Linked DNA regions of Ovis aries: region 2 is linked to region 1. A link is a contact called in public Hi-C data. All regions are on one chromosome and are shown on one strand. Each heading gives the region's core, a stretch centred on a gene start, on an enhancer-like site or on the middle of the called end of the contact. The rest is flanking DNA. Distances are from core to core; before and after follow the strand shown. Region 1 holds the start of GPC1 (glypican 1). Region 2 holds the start of OTOS (otospiralin).

Region 1 (7,815 bases), core at 3,742-6,241:
GCAGGGCACGGGCGGTGGGCCTTCCCTGGACAGGTGCCAGGACTGGCCAGGGGTGCACCTGTGGGCAAGGCCGGGCCGCCGTCAGCCCAGTGAGGGAGGGGCACGGAGGCCCCCGGGAGGGGTCAGTGCAGAGGCTTCTGGTCTGAGAGGGGGGCTGGGACCAGGGGAGCTGCGGAGAGGGCAGCTGGCAGCCCTCCAGGCTGGGGTGACGTGAGGCGTCCAGAAGCCCAGAGCCCAGCACTGCTCAGCCATTAGTGCCACGGGCCCGGGGGTCAGCACACTGGGCTCTGGACCTGAGCGCCCAGTGGGTGAGTGTGGAGCTGGAGAAGCGGCGGGGCTTCTTGGCCTCAGGTACTCACCCCTGAGTCAGGTCCAGGCCCCCACCACTGCACTCGCCGGACGGTCCCGGGGAGTGACCCCCGAGTCAGGTCCAGGCACCCCATCCCCTGCACCCGCCAGACAGTCCTGGGGAGTGACCCCCGAGTCAGGTCCAGGCACCCCCCGCACTGGACAGTCCTGGGGAGTGACCCTTGAATCAAGTCCAGACCCCCACACCCCCTGCACCCGCCAGACAGTCCTGGGGAGTGACCCCTGAGTCAGGTCCAGAACCCCCACCCACTGGACAGTGCCAGGGAGTGACTCCCAAGTCAAGTCCAGACCCCCCACACCCTGCACCCGCCAGACGGTCCTGGGGAGTGACCCCCGAGTCAGGTCCAGAGCCCCCAACCCCCTGCACCCTCCAGACAGTCCTGGGGAGTGACCCCAGAGTCAGGTCCAGAGCCCCCAACCCCCTGCACCCTCCAGACAGTCCTGGGGAGTGACCCCAGAGTCAGGTCCAGACCCCCCCACACCCTGCACCCGCCAGACAGTCCTGGGGAGTGACCCCCGAGTCAGGTCCAGAGCCCCCAACCCCCTGCACCCTCCAGACAGTCCTGGGGAGTGACCCCAGAGTCAGGTCCAGACCCCCCCACACCCTGCACCCGCCAGACAGTCCTGGGGAGTGACCCCCGAGTCAGGTCCAGACCCCCTATCCCCTGCACCCGGCAGATGGTCCTGGGGAGTGACCCCTGAGTCCGGGGCAGGACGGCGCTTCCACCTGCTAGACAGCACTGCTGGAAGGGCCCGAGTGGGCTCCAGGGCTGGGAGCAGCCCCCAGAGCGCACAGGGCCAGCGCGCTTTCCCTCCGCGGCCTTCAGGGGGGTCCTGACTGTGTCCGTTGTCACATGTGGAGAAACGGGGGCCGGGAGAGCCCAGGTGGCGGTGGGCGGGCGCCGCAACAGGGCTGGCCTTTGCGCCCAGGCCCAGGGAGGACGCCCTGCCCCTCCGGGAAGCGCGGCGGCGTGCCGGGGCTCCAGCGGGGGCCCAGGCCGTTGCATCACGCAGTGGCCTGTCGGCTCCTGGCTCCCCTGGGTCCCCACCCTTCTTCCCCCGCCCTCCAGCCTTGTCCTCAGGCTGGGGATGATGAAACCGCAGCGGCTCCAGGGGTGAGGAGCCAGAGCAGCGGCTCAGAGGAGGCTGGAGACCACCTGGGGACCCAGGGCAGGCCCCTGGGTCTCTGCCCTCTCAACAGGGCGGGATGAGCACTGTCTGGTCTGCGGCTGGGCTGGGCACCAGGCGGTCTGTGCGAGGCCCGCTGACTGTGGCCGAGCGACAGCCTTGGGCAGGTGGCACGGTGAAGCAATGGTTTCTGCTGGGAGGCCTGAGCGGTGGCCCCTGCTGGGGGCCCCTGGCCAGCTGGGGTCCCAGAGCCGAGGAGCCGCTGACAGCGCCGGGCTCCCCTCCAACCTCCAACCCCAAAGCCGGACAGCCAGGTCCTTCCTCCTCGGCCCGGCCCTCCGCCTCCCACGGCCCCCACCGTGGCCGGGCATAAAGTGGGACGTGTGTGGGTGTGGACTGAGAACCGACTCCGTGCCAGGAACTGGGCGAGGTTCTGCGGCTGCCGCAGAGAACAGAACAGACAGATGCGCCTCTGCCCCCAGGACCCTAGTGAAGGGTCAGAGAGGCCATGATGAACTGTGGCATCAAAGGGTCAGGAGAGCCAGCAGGTGCCCCGGGAGCAAGCCCCTAGGTGAAGGCCGAGAGACCACAGGCACCTGTACACCCGTATGTGTGCATGTGTGTGCGTGTGTGAGCACATGTGTGCGTGTTTGCACGGGTGTGCACGGGTGTGCAGGTGTGCACGTGTGCATCACATGTATACACGCGCGCGCGTGTGTGTGTGCATGCATGTATGGGTGTGTGCATGTCCTGTGACAGATGCAGCCTGGGGCTGGGCTTTTCCCAGCCGTTGCAGGCGGACTGAGGCTGAGGGGCGGCTCCCTCTCACTTTCTACGCAGGGCTCTGGCTGGGGGGAGGCCCCCCTGTAAAATGGGATGGCTGCCCTCCTCACCCTGGCTGAGCCTGGCTGTCCATCCAAAAAACTACACACATCACAAACAGAAGCCCCTCGTGCTCTGACGGCCCCTCTTTCCTGAGCCCACGGAGTTTCTACCCCCTGGGGAGGTGGAGGCTGGAAAGGTCGCCCACAGGCCCAGGGCCGTCCTCCCTCCCCTCCAGTCCTGGGAAACACGGAGCCTCCACCCCACCAGCCAACTCAGGCGCCCACCCCCGCAGGATCCCCAGGCACCCACCGGCCCCCAAGACTCAACACGGAAGGCCCGGCTCCAGGAGACCGTCGTGCCACCAAGCGGCCACCAGGGGGCGCCCGGCCCGCGGAGCCGCACCAAGCTGCCGAGCAGGAGGAGTGTACAGGGCTGGCCGCTGCCTTGGGAGGTCACCCTGCTTCCTTCACCCCACGTGGCGCTGGCACTCCTCTCGGTGCCTGGGCCCTGCGGGGCACTCAGGGGGGCGGGGTGCAGCCACAGGACCCCCGGGAGCTGGGGCGGAGGAGTCACAGGGAGTCCAGGCAGAGAGGCCCCGTGAGGGCGGCACCCGGAGCTGCGGCTGGCACCACGCTCCCCAGTTGCAAAGTCCCCCATCACACGCACAGCAGCGCTCTTTGCCGGTCCCGGGCCCTGAAGCGCCTGCACCCTGCAGTCCAAGGAGGCCTGGCCGCCAACCCGCCTTGCCTTCCCTAGCCTGCCCACCACGCTCCCAGCCCTTGGCGGCTGCCCAAACCCTGCCACCCTGTGTCTCGGCCTAACTGGGACAGAGGCCTGTGGGTGCGATCGAGAGTAGGACAGCCCCCAAGGACATAAAGGCCGCGTGGGAGTGGGCTTCTGAGGGGGGGCTGTGGAGTCCAGGGGTCTTGGGGGGTGCCAGCCGAGGCTGGGGCTGGGAGACCCTGGGGCTCGGGGATTCACCCAAAAGGTCAAGCATTTCCAGGCCTCCGGCCCTAGCATGGGGCAGGGTCAGGGGAGAGCCTGAACCGACTGTGCAGGGGGTCTTGTGCTGGTCCCGAGTGCCCAGACGCACCCACGAAAATTGCCCCTCCAAGGGAGGAGGCAGCTCTGACGATCAATGGCAGGTCTCTGTCAGCAGAAGCACGGGAAGGCCTGCCTGGGGGACTTGAGAGGGGGGAATCTCCAGAGCCCCGGGCAGGGGGCTGTCAAGGAGCCCAGGCAGTGTTCTGTGGGTTCTGCCCTCCTGGGGGCAGGGGTCAAGGGCCTGGCTGCCCCCCACCTCCCGTTCCCCAGCCAGGCCCGGCCATGGACGCAGTCCTCACTCTCCCCTCTCATTCAGAATTCCTGTGGCTGCGGTCCTTCCCTGTCCCCCGTGTGACAACTTTAGTGTGGTCTCTCCCCGCTCCCCACCCCGCCACCCCCCGCCCTGGCTTGGGAGGCGTCCCCAGGGCAGGAGCCTGGAACTCTGCTCCCGGCCGCCCCCCTCCACCCCGGTCCCGGGAACCCTGCACCGCCGTGCACGCCCGGTGCAGCTCTGGACACGTTTGCAGCTTGAGGAAGGAGCTTGGGGGTGGGGGGAGTGTCTGCGAGCTCCGCAGACTCCGCGCTCCCCCTCACCCCCGCTCCGGTCCGTACAGCTCCTCCGAGGCCCGCAGGAGGGTGTGCAGGACTGCGGGCAGCTGCACGGCCCAGGCCGCCTGCGACGGCGCTGCTCTTACAAAGAAACGGCACGGCCCCTGGGCGGGATCCAAGGCGCCGACCACCTGCAGCTGGACTCCCCGCCGGAGGCGGCCCGGAGCGCCAGGCGAGCACAAGCTCCCCAGGCAGGAGTCCCTGCGAGGCGGCGTTCCGCTCCCGCTGGCCGAGGTCGCGCCCGTCCGCCCCGGCCCTCGCCCCTCCCCAAGCGCACAGCTCGCTCCCTGCCTCGCCGGGGCCCCGAGGATGTCTCTGCTGGGGACCCCCGGGAATCCGCGGGCCGACCCCAGGAGCCTCCGGGGAAGGACCGCACGGCCCCGGGGGAGTCCGGAGCCCACGGCCGCGGTCTTCTGCGCCCCCACAGCCGACTCAGCGGCTCAGCCCAAGCTGCCCTGGAGGACTCGCCGGGTCGGAGAGCGCCCCGTTGGCTGCGCGGCGAGGACAGCTCCGCGGGGAAGGGGCCAGTGTGTGCGCGTCGGCGGCCGGGGAAGGCCGGGCGGAGTGGAGGAGACCCGGGCGGAGGGCGGGCGGCGCGGGGCGCGGGGGCGCAGGGCGGGAGAGAGGAGGGGGCGCAGCGGCGCTCCGGGCGCGCGGGTCACTCACCCGAGATCTCCGCCTGGGGCACATCGCTCAGGCTGAAGCCCTTGGCCCCGTAGATCTGGCGCACTTCCCCGCAGCTCCGACTCTTGCTGGCAGGGTCCCCGCGGGCGCAGGCGACCAGCACGGCGGCCGCGTACAGCAGCCACCAGCCTCGGGCCCGGAGCTCCATGGCGGTGCCGGCGGCGCCCCCGGCCGGGCCCGCGCAGCCCCCGCCCGCGAAGGGCAGAGCCAAGGTCCCCGCGCACTCGGCTGGCGGTCCGGAGGCGCCGGCGGCCTGGGAGGCGGAGACAACAAAAGCCGGCGGGGCGCGGGGCGCGCGGGGCGCGAGGTCCGGCCGCTGGCTCGGGCGGCCCCAGAGCGCGGCAGGCGAGCGCGCAGTCCGGGCCCGGCCCCTGGGCGGCGGGGCGCGGGGCGGGGCGGGGCGCGCGGGGCGGGGCGCGCGGGGCGCGCGGGGCGGGGCGCGGCGCGGGGGCGCGATCCCAGGCGCGCGGGGCGCCCCTCCGGCTCCCGGGCCTGGGGCGGGGAGCTGCCCGGCTCGCGCGGGTCTGCCGACAGCTGGAGGAGAGCGGGGTGGCGCAGAGCGCGGGGCCGCGTCCGGGGTCCCCAGGGCGGGCCCCCCACCCCCAGCGCCCGGGGCGGCGACACCACCTGCGGGGGCGGCGGCGGGGGCGCTGAGGCAGGGCTTCCCCCGCCGGACGTGACGTCACGCCTCCCGCGCGCCTATCAGGGGCCTCCCCGCCCCCCGCCGGCCGCCCGCCCAGCTTCCCGCGACTCCGCGCCGGCCCTGCCGGCCTGCGCCCTGCTGGCCGCGTGCCTCGCGCGCAGGGTCCCGCAGCCTGCTCGGCCCCCTGTGTCCGCCGCCCGCACCTGGCCCTCACCCCTTCACCGGCCCCTCACCCTCGCGCCCGTTTCAACCTCCTCGCCCGCGGCTCCAGCTCCGTCTTGATTTTTTTGTGGAGGAGGGTTGGGGGCTGTACGCGGGAAACGAGCCAAGAGAGCAGCCCGCAACCGCTCGCCTTCACGCTCAGAGGCAACCCGCTGCTTAGTTGCCGGAGATCGTCGGCCGGCTTTTGTGCCCTCCACGTGATGCTCTGGATGCTTGAGAAGCGAGAGCGGGGCAGAGGCTTGTCCGAGGGCTGGGGCCGCCGGGTGGTGGCAGGTGACCTCTTGGAGAAGGGGTGGGGTCGGGCCAGGAGCAGGTCAGGTGTATGGGGGAGGGGGGCGGAGAGCGCTCGCAGACCGAGGGGTGGCCGGGACCGCGCGGGGGTTTCGCAGTGCTGTCGGCCGCAGGGAGAGGGGACGGGGGCCGCGGGAAGGGAGGTCAGAAGCTGGGCGCTGGCTCCGGGAGGGCTGCTTCGTTTCTTCCCAGGGGCTGCCCTCCCCCGCTTCGCGCTCGTGCCCCCCTGCTCTGTGAGCATAGAGCCCAGAGGCCACCAGTCCCCGAGCCCAGACGCCTGATGGGCAGAAATGGAGTGCGAGCTCACGAAGCAGCACCCTTGGGAGGACCCCGAGACCGCCGCCGGGAGCCGGGGAGACGCCTGGGCCTTGGACCTGGGGCCCTGTTCACCTCACAGGAGCAAGCCCGCCCACTGTTGGAGGAAGGAGGGCCGCATCCCTCCCTTGGGGCTCCCAGAGTGGTGGGCGCCGCAGCCCTAGAGCGTCTCCTAGCCCCTCGCCATTGTGAGACGGGGGTGAGGCCCCGCCGTGTGCGGGCCTCCGGGCCTCCAGCCCTCCGCGTGCACCTGCTGTGTCCAGCGGGTGACTCGGGTGCAGCCCTCCGGCGGCCACTCCAGGACCCCCCTCCATCTTTGCTTCCGGATCAGGCGGGGGGGGGGGGGGGGGCTAAACCTGATCTGAGGTTTGGTGGGGTCACCCAACCTGGCTGTAGTTACTGGGGTCTGTCACCTGTAAAGTCGGCCAGACCGTGCGATTCCTCAGGGCAGGATCAGTGCACCAGAGCCTGGGGGGCCGCTCTCACGTGGCCGGCATCGAGGTGCTGGTGGTGGGCACAGCCCCTGCCCGGCCCCTCCCAGGTGTGTCCTGGCTCCATCGCCCCTAAGGTCCTCTGTTCTTTCCCCTTCAGAGCCAGGGTCCTTCCACTAGTGAAGAACTGTTCCCAGGCAGTTCTAACGTCTCATTGCCAAGACGTGGAGGCGAGCCGGGCAAGCGAGGGCCTCGGCCCCGCTGGAGGATAGCTGCGAGGGCAGCTGGGTGTGGGCGCTGGGCCCCCCTCCCGGGAGTGCGGGGCTCTGCCTATGCCCCTGTTGCTCCTCCCCACGCTGGGAGGCTGCCTGGGGAGGTGGTGGGGCGGCCAGGGTGCGGTGTGGGCTGAGGACCAGGGTCCCCCGGGGCACACCCCGCCTCCCCCCCCACCCCACGGGTACTGTCTTTCTGGCTCTCCATCACCAGGTCATTGATTGAAGGTGACAGAAAGCAGTGGGAGGGAAAGCCCATGCTTTGTCTCATCACCACCGCCAGTGGCCTCCCTGGTTCCGCCCCGGCGTGAGAGCGGCGGACCGGAGTTCAAGGCCCGGCCCCACACTCGTCGGCCGTGTGTTCAAGGCCCGGCCCCATGCTCGTCGGCCTCGTCGGCCGTGTGGTTGCAGATGCCTCACTCTCCCGGGTTTCATGTCTCCTCGTAGGGACTGAGGGCGGGGCCTGGCCATGCCCATGCAGGCTGGGAGCTGCTGTGGAGACCCAGTGCAGGGCCTGTCCTTGGGGCCAGGGGACGCTGTGGAGGGCCTGGTGTCGGCTCGTGTCCACAGGGAGGCAGGGGACTGTCCGCCTGGCTCCGGATGGGTCCAGCACCTGCCAGGAGCCTTGTGACCAGGAGCTGGAGGCCAGGCGCAGGGGCAGCTGACTGCTAGGTGGCCGTGGCTCCGGGTGGCTCTGCTGAAGGCGCAGGTCACAGGCCTTGGGGCCTGGAGAGGAGGTGCCGCCTGCACCCCCATGTTCCTTCCTCTCTTCCGAGGGAAGGGGCCCGGTTCAGGGTCATAACACCCCAGTGCCAGCTGCTGGGAGTCCACTGCTCCCGAGACACAGCTGCCTGTGCCCAGCCCCCACTCATGGCCCTGGGCCTGCCGTGCAGACTGAGCGCCCCCCTGGGAGAACGCACAGCCTGGGTCTCCGGGATCTAGGGCAAGGTTGCACTGGGGAGGGCCTCATGAGCCCACAGGT
Region 2 (7,815 bases), core at 2,379-4,878, 190 kb after region 1:
TCTGCTCAACGCTCTGCAGTGACCTGAATGGAAAGAGAATCTGAAAAGGATGAAGGTACAATGGAATCACCTTGCTGCACCCCTGAAATTAACACAACAGTGTAAATCAACCGTGTTGTTTTTGGTTAGTCGCCAAGCCCTGTCTGACTCTTTGCAACCCTGGGGACTGTAGCCACCAGGCTCCTCTGTCCACGTGTTTCTCCAGGCAAGAGGACGGGAGCAGGCTGCCATTTCCTTCTCCAGGGAATCTTCCCGACCCAGGGACTGAACCAAGTCTCCTGCACTGGCAGGCGGATTCTTTACCACTGAGCCACCAGTCAACTATACCCCAATATAAATAAAAGTTAAATTAAAGATAATAAATTAAGGAATATATTATGCCCAGAAAGAAGAAAAAGCATATACCTATAGCTCCCAGCATCATCACTGCTCACTGATCGTAGACTTTGTCTACACTGAGTGTTTTTGTTAAGTAAACAGTTGTAAATAAGTGCTGGTAATTTCATTTCATTTTTTCCTGACAACATAGGGACATTTGCTCATCATCTTCACACATGAAATTATTAATGTTGCCACCAAGATCTTGGTCTTCTCTGCTCAGTGAAGCTGAATGAAAAACAGAGAGACAGGGTTTGGAGGAGATAGGAAGGTGGTTTTACTCTCAGCCAGCAGAGCCAGCAGTAGGCTCATGCCTCAAGAACTGTACCTGCCCCCCCACCCCACCTGTGAGGAGTCTAGGGGCTTGTATGAGGCAAGGCTCACGGTCAGGAGCCGGCGATGAGGAACCAAGGGGACAGGACCTTGATTCCTTCCTTGTTTGAAGACAGTCATGAACTGGCGTCAGTCACCCAGTAACGGAGTCCGGCAGTGAGGTGGCTTGGCAGCCTTCTCTCTGATGTGTAGCTACAAGGAGAAGCGGGCTGTAAGGGTAAACACTAGATAGGGGCGCGTTCAGCAGAGTCCAGGGAGAGAGTGTGTCTTGTAGCTCCCGCAGCGTTAGGGGGCAGACAAGCAAGCTCAGCCGCAGACACGCAGGGCTGGAGCCCTTAAAGCGGGACTAGGAATGCTCAGGCCTGCTCTCTGTGCTCTTTACTGTCTTTCTTCTCAGGAAGGGGAAAGAGGAAGCTCATCCCCCTCTTTCCTTTTCACTACAACATTAGCGACGGACAACGTGCGGTGATGATGGCTGCCGGACGGGCTGGTCCTCGCTCCCTGCCCCCCATCTCTGCCTCAACATCGGGGTCCCAGGCTCACTGAGATGCTGGGCCTTGAAAGCACAGACGCGAGAGCCACACAGAGACCACTTCCCACGCTCCCTCCAGACTCCACTTCCTCAGCTCCCCCAACACACACACTCCACGTGAGTCCTGCTCCTACATACCACCCCCCATCCCATTAGGCTCCAGGTGGCCCTGTCAGCAGACCAGTGGAGGCAGGAGAGCCGCCCAGGGGACCAGTCGGGTCAGGATGGTCTCGAGAGCTGGTTCTCTGGTCTGACGTCAACGCTGCTGTTCCCAGTGGTCAAGGGCCTCCGTCAACCATGGTACCAAGTGCAAAGTCAAGTCCCAGAGTCAAGAGCCTGTAGGAGGTACAGGTGACCCCGAGGTGCAGGTGACCGGGAGGTGCAGGTGACCCCGAGGTCCAGGTGACCTCAAGTTGCAGGTCACCGGGAGGTGCGGGTGACCCAGGAGGGGCGGGTGACCCCAAGGTGCAGGTGACCCGAGGTGCAGGTGACTGGGAGGTGCGGGTGACCCCAAGGTGCAGGTGACCGGGAGGTGCAGGTGTCCCCGAGATGCGGGTGACCCCGAGGTGCCAGTGACCGGGTGGCTGCTGCCCTTTAGTGAGGCTACGGAGTAAGGACCGGGCTTGGCAGCTTCTATGTGTGCTGGAGAATGTGGGAAATGAAGACAGTGAGCTCAGAGCTTAAATTTCCAGCCCAGGAGACAAAGAACCAGGAAACTATGCTGTGCAGAAAAGAGTTAACAGGCAGGCCCACCTGTCCCCTCGAGAGAGCCGCCACCTGCTCAGGAGGGACTCCCGTGAGGCTGGCCCTGGGCTGGAGCTCGGGGAGGGTCCCTGGGGAGGAGGAAGGCCTCACTGCCTCTAAACATCTGTGCAGAGTGAGGCTTCTGCCAGCTGAGCAGTTCCTCTGGGGGTCTGGAACCTTCCCAGGCACAGCTGCCTGTTACCCCCACCCCCACCCCCAGTGAGAGCCCCGGTGCCACCTGTCTACGGGCTCCTGGGAGACAGCACCTGCCGGCTGGCTGGCGGCGGGGCTGGGGTGTGTGGGCGTGGGGCGGGGCTCTGGAAGCTCACGCCTGGTCCCCGACCTGTCCCCGCCTGCCTCCTCCTCTCACTGACGTCTCTTTGCATCCTTTCTCTGTCCTGAATCTCAGCTGAGTCCTGGGGGTCCCCCCAGCCAACGTGAGGGTGGTCCTGGGGACTCTGATACAGTCAAAGAGTGCCCGGCTGAAGACACCAGCACAGCTGCCCTAAGAGAATTCCTCTCCTGTAGGCACAGCAGAACCCGGGTTTCTAAGAACAAAGCCCAGGGTCCGGTCTGGAGTGCGGCCGCGTGGCAGGAAGGTTGAGCAGACCACCTCTGCTGGTGAAGCTGGGACCGGAACCCCTAAACTCTGCCGGGTCTTCTTTGCCAGAAGACACCCTGTTGCAGGGAAGAGGCCAATTCTGACTCCACGGTGGAACTGTCTGACTTGCTTTCCGTCGCTTTTGTTAGTAGGATCATACAGAATGGGCTGCCTTGGAGAATCCTGCCGCTCCACCTGACTAAACCAAAGTGCCTTCGTTCAGAACCCGGTCCTCCAGTAGACCGCAGCAAGGAAGAAGTCAACTTGCCCCCTGCCTGAGGCTTGCCATTCTAGGAGAAGTTTGCAAGGTTAATGGCCTTTTTACTTTGCTTCTCCCTTCCCCCTATCTCTGATCTATAAAAGAACCTGGCATCCAGACCCTGAAAAGATGGTTATTTTGAGGGGACAGCCTGCTGTCTTCTTGGTCAGCTGGCTTTCCGAATAAAGTCGTTTTCCTTGCCTTAACCCCTCATCTCTCAGCGAGCAGAGCGAGGGTGGCCTTGGTAACAACCCCTCTTCCTTGTCGGGGGATCAGTACCCCACACCTGGGGAACCGTGATAGTCACCCCTGAGTAGCTGTCTTGCCTGGAGACACTTCATCTCTGCAGGGAACCTGGAAGGCGCCGGTCTGGAGACACCCTCCCTTCCTGTCGTCTCTGGGTTCAAGAATGACCTGCGGGCAGAGGCTGCTGGTGGCTCCCCAAGGGTCCCGTCCTGCCTGCATGTCCCTGGGGCAGCCCTGTGATTGCCCTGTTTCTGAAACCTCATCAGACTTAGGCTGTTTTCCTCCTGGTAGAAAGGAAGTAGTTTATTTTGGGAAACGATGTTGAATTCGGTCCTAAACATCTTCGTTCTGTGCAAAGACAGCTTTCTCCCATTTGATCTCTGGATCAGACTCCCAGAAGTGGACGGACTCCTGGCAGTCTGCCAGGGACACAGGAGCCCTCAGTCCTCTGGGCGGGGATGGAATAGTTTGACGGTTCACGGAGGTGACGTCTCGTCCCCGGCCCTTTATAAAGAGGAGCCTGAGTGCCTGCGGCAGGCGCCCCTCAGGCTGCAGGGCCGGGCGAGAGCAGCTGCAAGGTAACTACCAGGATCCGTCCCTAAGTAGTTCAGAGAGATAGGCCACCGCTTCTGAAGCCTGGGCTTAGCCCTAGAAGGACGAGGCCGCTGCCATCAAGAGCTCAAGGCCGCTGCCTTGAGAACACTGAGAACCTGTCTTTTTACCGGAGCTGTTTTCCAGGGAGGTGCCCGCCTAGGGGCGGGGGGGAGGCGGGGGTCGGGGGTGGTGGTGGGGGGAAGGTGGGGGTCGGGGGTGGTGGAGGGGAGGCAGGGGCAGCAGGGACCCGGGGGTGGCGGCAGGGTGGGGTGGGGTGGGGTTGGGAGGCGGGGGTCCGGGGGCGGCGGCGGGGCGGGGTCGGGGGGCAGGTGGGGGCCTGGGGCCCGGGGCACAGGTGGTCTCACCTGTCTGGCTTCCTCTGGCTGCAGGTGGGCCTGCGCGCATCGATCACCCTGGGGAAGATGCCAGCCCGCCTGCTGCCCGGGCTGGCGCTGTGCCTCCTGCTGGCGCCTCTGGCAGGTGGGGGCCGCTTGCCGTCCTGTGCTGTCCCGGTGGGTGGTGGGGTCCTGCCCGGGCACCTCGGGGTGATTGCTCTCCCTTCCCTCGCAGGGGCCAAGCCGGTGCAGGAGGAGGGAGGTACAGTGTTGCTCTCGTCTCTGGCCTCGGGGGTGGTGTGGGTCCTGTTTCTGGTCTTGGGTGCCCAGTCCCGGAAGAAGTGGGGGCCGGGTGGCAGTTGGCCTCTGGCCCAAGCTGGTGGAGCGGAAGCCCTGGGTCAGCTGGAGGTCAAGCCCCAGAGGGAGAGGGACTGGAGCCTCTTCCCTGGGGACACACCGGGCAGGAGGGACCCCCTGCGCCCCCCAGGACCAGGCATGCCCACCTCAGACTCCCCATCTTGGGGCAGAGCGTCCAGGCCTGGGGGCCAGGGTCTCCTCTGGGTCCTCCCCCGGACGCCCCCACATCCCACCACGGTGTTTCCACCTGCTCAGTGTCTCCAGGACGACGGGGCCAGACACCCCCTCCCCTGGCCGCGCTCCCCTCCTCCGCCCCCAGCTAGGGGCTCAGAGGGGCAGGGTCGACTCAGCCCACTCCTGGGATGATCAGGCTCTGCGCCCCTGGGCACTGTGGGCTGGCCCAGCCCCTGAGCTGGATGCCTCCCTCCAGACCCCTATGCCGAGCTGCCGGCCATGCCCTACTGGCCTTTCTCCGCGTCTGACTTCTGGAACTACGTGCAGCACTTCCAGGCCCTGGGGGCCTACCCCCAGCTGGAGGACATGGCCCGCACCTTCTTCGCCCACTTCCCCCTGGGGACCACCCTGGGCTTCCACGTCCCCTACAGGGAGGAGTAAGCATCCGGGCCAGGGGCCCCCTGCCCCATGGGAGCTGGGCGGCCTCGTCCTCAATAAACTCCTGACTTGAGTGCACCATACCCCCGGTGGGTCTTGGTTTTCTTTGGAGAAGTGGCTCCACTCAGCCCCTCTTCCTCTTGCTTGATGAACCAGCCTGGCCCGTCTTGACCGGCAGGGAGCTCAGACAATAGGCTCTGTCCACGGAACACCAGCTGCGATTCTCCCCCATCCTTCCGCTGAACCTAGGAGGGGCCCTGGAATGCAGGTGGGGAAACTGAGGCACACAGACACCAGGTAACTGCCTGGCTTGTTGACAGAACCCAGATCCTGTCCAGGCAGGCTTGCCCTAGGGCCCCTGGCTTTGGCCACCGAGCTGGGCAGCGAGCAGACCTGCAGCGGCCGCCCTGGGCTGGAGGACTTGCCCAGGCGCCACCCGTCATGCTGAGCTCACCCTGGGGCAGCTGGTCTTTGAGGGTCTCCAGGGGCTTGGGCGCTGGGTCTGCAAGCAGAAGGCCCCCAGAATGTGACCGCCGGTGCTGCAGGCTCAGGGACTCGGGGGTGGGGGGAGTGGGCTGCCCATCCTGGGCACCGAGGAGCGGAAGGCCACACAGACAGCACGGACAGGGTGTCAGGGGCTGCGCTCCTGCCCTGGGACAGCTGCTCTATGGCGGGGACCCCACCGCCCAGGTGCAAGAGCTGCAGGTCACACTTGGTCAGATGGTGAAGCAGTTGGTTTCCTGGGCTGCAGGCAGCTTTTGTTTTACAGTGAAACAACAGAAAGCACTTACTATTAACTTTTGCTGTTGTTCAGTTGCCAGCTAAGTCGTGTCTGACTCTTCTGTGACTCCATGGACTGCAGCCCGCCAGGGTCCTCTGCTCATGGGATTTCCCAGGCAAGAGTACTGGAGTGGGAGGCCATTTCCTTCTCCAGGGGATCTTCCCAAACCAGGGATCAAACCTGAATCTCCTGCGTTCGCAGCTGGATTCTTTACCTGGAGCCACCTGGGCAGCTCATTTAACTTTAGACACCAGTTTTTGTGCTAGCATTTAACCACAGAGACCAGGACACGTAATAAGAATTGTGGAAGGCCTCGGGAAGCTTGTGTGCTGCGAGCTACGTTCGGGGGAAATATGTGATGGGAACGAATTTATCCTTGTGCAGTTTCAAGGCCTGCCCTTTAGCGTATGAGGCAGGAAGGTCACTCTGAGACACCAGGCCAGGTGGGGAAGGGCCCCGGAAGGGTGAGGTGGCCACAGTGCCCAGGCGGCGGCCTCGAGAGCCACCTCCTGGCTCCAGGTGTCCAGCAAGGCTTCTTGCCCTCCTCTCTGCTCCACCTCCTGTGGTCACGGGCAGCTTCCCTTCCCGTGCCCCAGCTTAGATTCTCAAGAGAAAGCGTCTATTGGCCTAGCCAGTCCATTTGGGAGAAACCAATACACGCTTTGTTTTTTCTCCCCCCAAGCTAGTTTGAATTTGGTTTCTGTAAATTAACTGCAGACACACAAAAATTCCTGGCTCCTGTGATAGCCCACCTGTGGCAACTGGGCCTCAACCAAACACATCAGACAAAAGGCACCTTCACCCCTCTGGACAGCAGGCTTCCCTTGGCATTGACCTGTGTGTTAATTCGTGAGTGTGTGTGTGTGTGTGTGTGTGTGTGTGTGTTTCTGTGTGCGCGCGCACACACTCCCCCTTGGGGACCACCCACGTCATTTACATGCCACTCGGATGTTCGTGCTCCCAGTTACGCCGAGCATTGGAGAGTGAAGGTCCCAAGTGCCCCCACAGGCCACTCCGAGGACCCCACCCCACGTGCCTCCAAAGGAAGGTCCCGGGGTGCCCTGGCTGGAGCTGTGTCCCCTCTCGGACACACCCACAGCTGCTCAGGACACACGGCTGCATTCCACGTCTTCAAGGCCTAGCTGCCCTCCTCCTGTTCTCAGAAGAAGAAACCTCCATCCCCAAGCCAGCCTCAGCAGACACCCTGCCTGCCTGCCCGTGGCCCCGGGAGCAGCTCGCTCCCCGCTTGGGACTCAGGCTTGGCTGTGACCCTCCCCGCTCACCTGAGCATACACAGCTTCCTCTCTCCTCTGTGTGCCCCTCCAGTCTCCCCCCCAGTCGGAGCCCCCACTTCCCGCCCCACAGCCCGCTTCACCGCAAGCACCGCCCACGCCACTGTCTTCCAGCCCCTGCCTCGGGTGATGGTGGCTGGGGGACTACCGCCCACTGTGCCGAGCAGTCGGGGCCCATGTTGACGGGGAAACAGGCACAACCTAAAAGTTCAGAACTGTGTTTTATTTGGCAGACATGTTGCTGTTGTTTAGTCGCTCAGTTGCGTCTGACCCTTTGCGACCCCGTGGACTGCAGCACACCAGGCTCCCCTGTCCTTCACTATCTCCCAGAGTTTGCTCAGATTCGTGTCCATTAAGTCAGTGATGCTATCTAACCATCTCATCCTCTGCCACTTCCTTCTCCTTTTGCCCCCAATCTTTCCCAGCATCAGGGTCTTATCCAATGGGTCAGTTCTTTGCATTATGTGGCCAAAATATTGGAACTTCAGCTTCCTCATCAGTCCTGGTGAATATCCAGGGTCAATTTCCTTTAGGATTGACTGGTGAGGGGATCTCCTTGCTGTCCAAGGGACTCTCAAGAGTCGTCTCCAACACCACAGTTCGAAAGCAGCATTTCTTGGGTGTTCAGCCTTCTTTATGGTCCAACTCTCACATCCATACCTGACTACTGGAAAAAAACATAGCTTTGACTAGATGGACCTTTATCGACAAAGTGATGTCTCTGCTTTTTAATACGCTGTCTAGGTTTGTC

What was found. Hi-C and Micro-C count contacts between places; a contact is called where the count stands out from the background.
Region 2: a contact with region 1 is called in a Hi-C map of hypothalamus, with 7 times the contacts expected there. The contact joins the promoter of OTOS here to the promoter of GPC1 in region 1. A contact is called at or near these places in 2 of 16 Hi-C or Micro-C datasets (hypothalamus and tail adipose tissue).

What each region holds. Positions count from the first base shown.
Region 1 is chr1:1,129,063-1,136,877 of ARS-UI_Ramb_v3.0, forward strand. GPC1 (glypican 1) reads right to left here and starts at 4,992. Exons shown (of 9, transcript XM_042239689.2): 1 at 4,642-4,992. The coding sequence starts at 4,807. It overlaps LOC114113949 (a long non-coding RNA gene), which reads left to right and starts at 6,152. Exons shown (of 2, transcript XR_009596323.1): 1 at 6,152-7,815.
Region 2 is chr1:1,323,179-1,330,993 of ARS-UI_Ramb_v3.0, forward strand. OTOS (otospiralin) reads left to right here and starts at 3,629. Exons shown (of 4, transcript XM_027965707.2): 1 at 3,629-3,671; 2 at 4,077-4,167; 3 at 4,258-4,284; 4 at 4,810-5,074. The coding sequence starts at 4,110. The coding sequence ends at 4,994.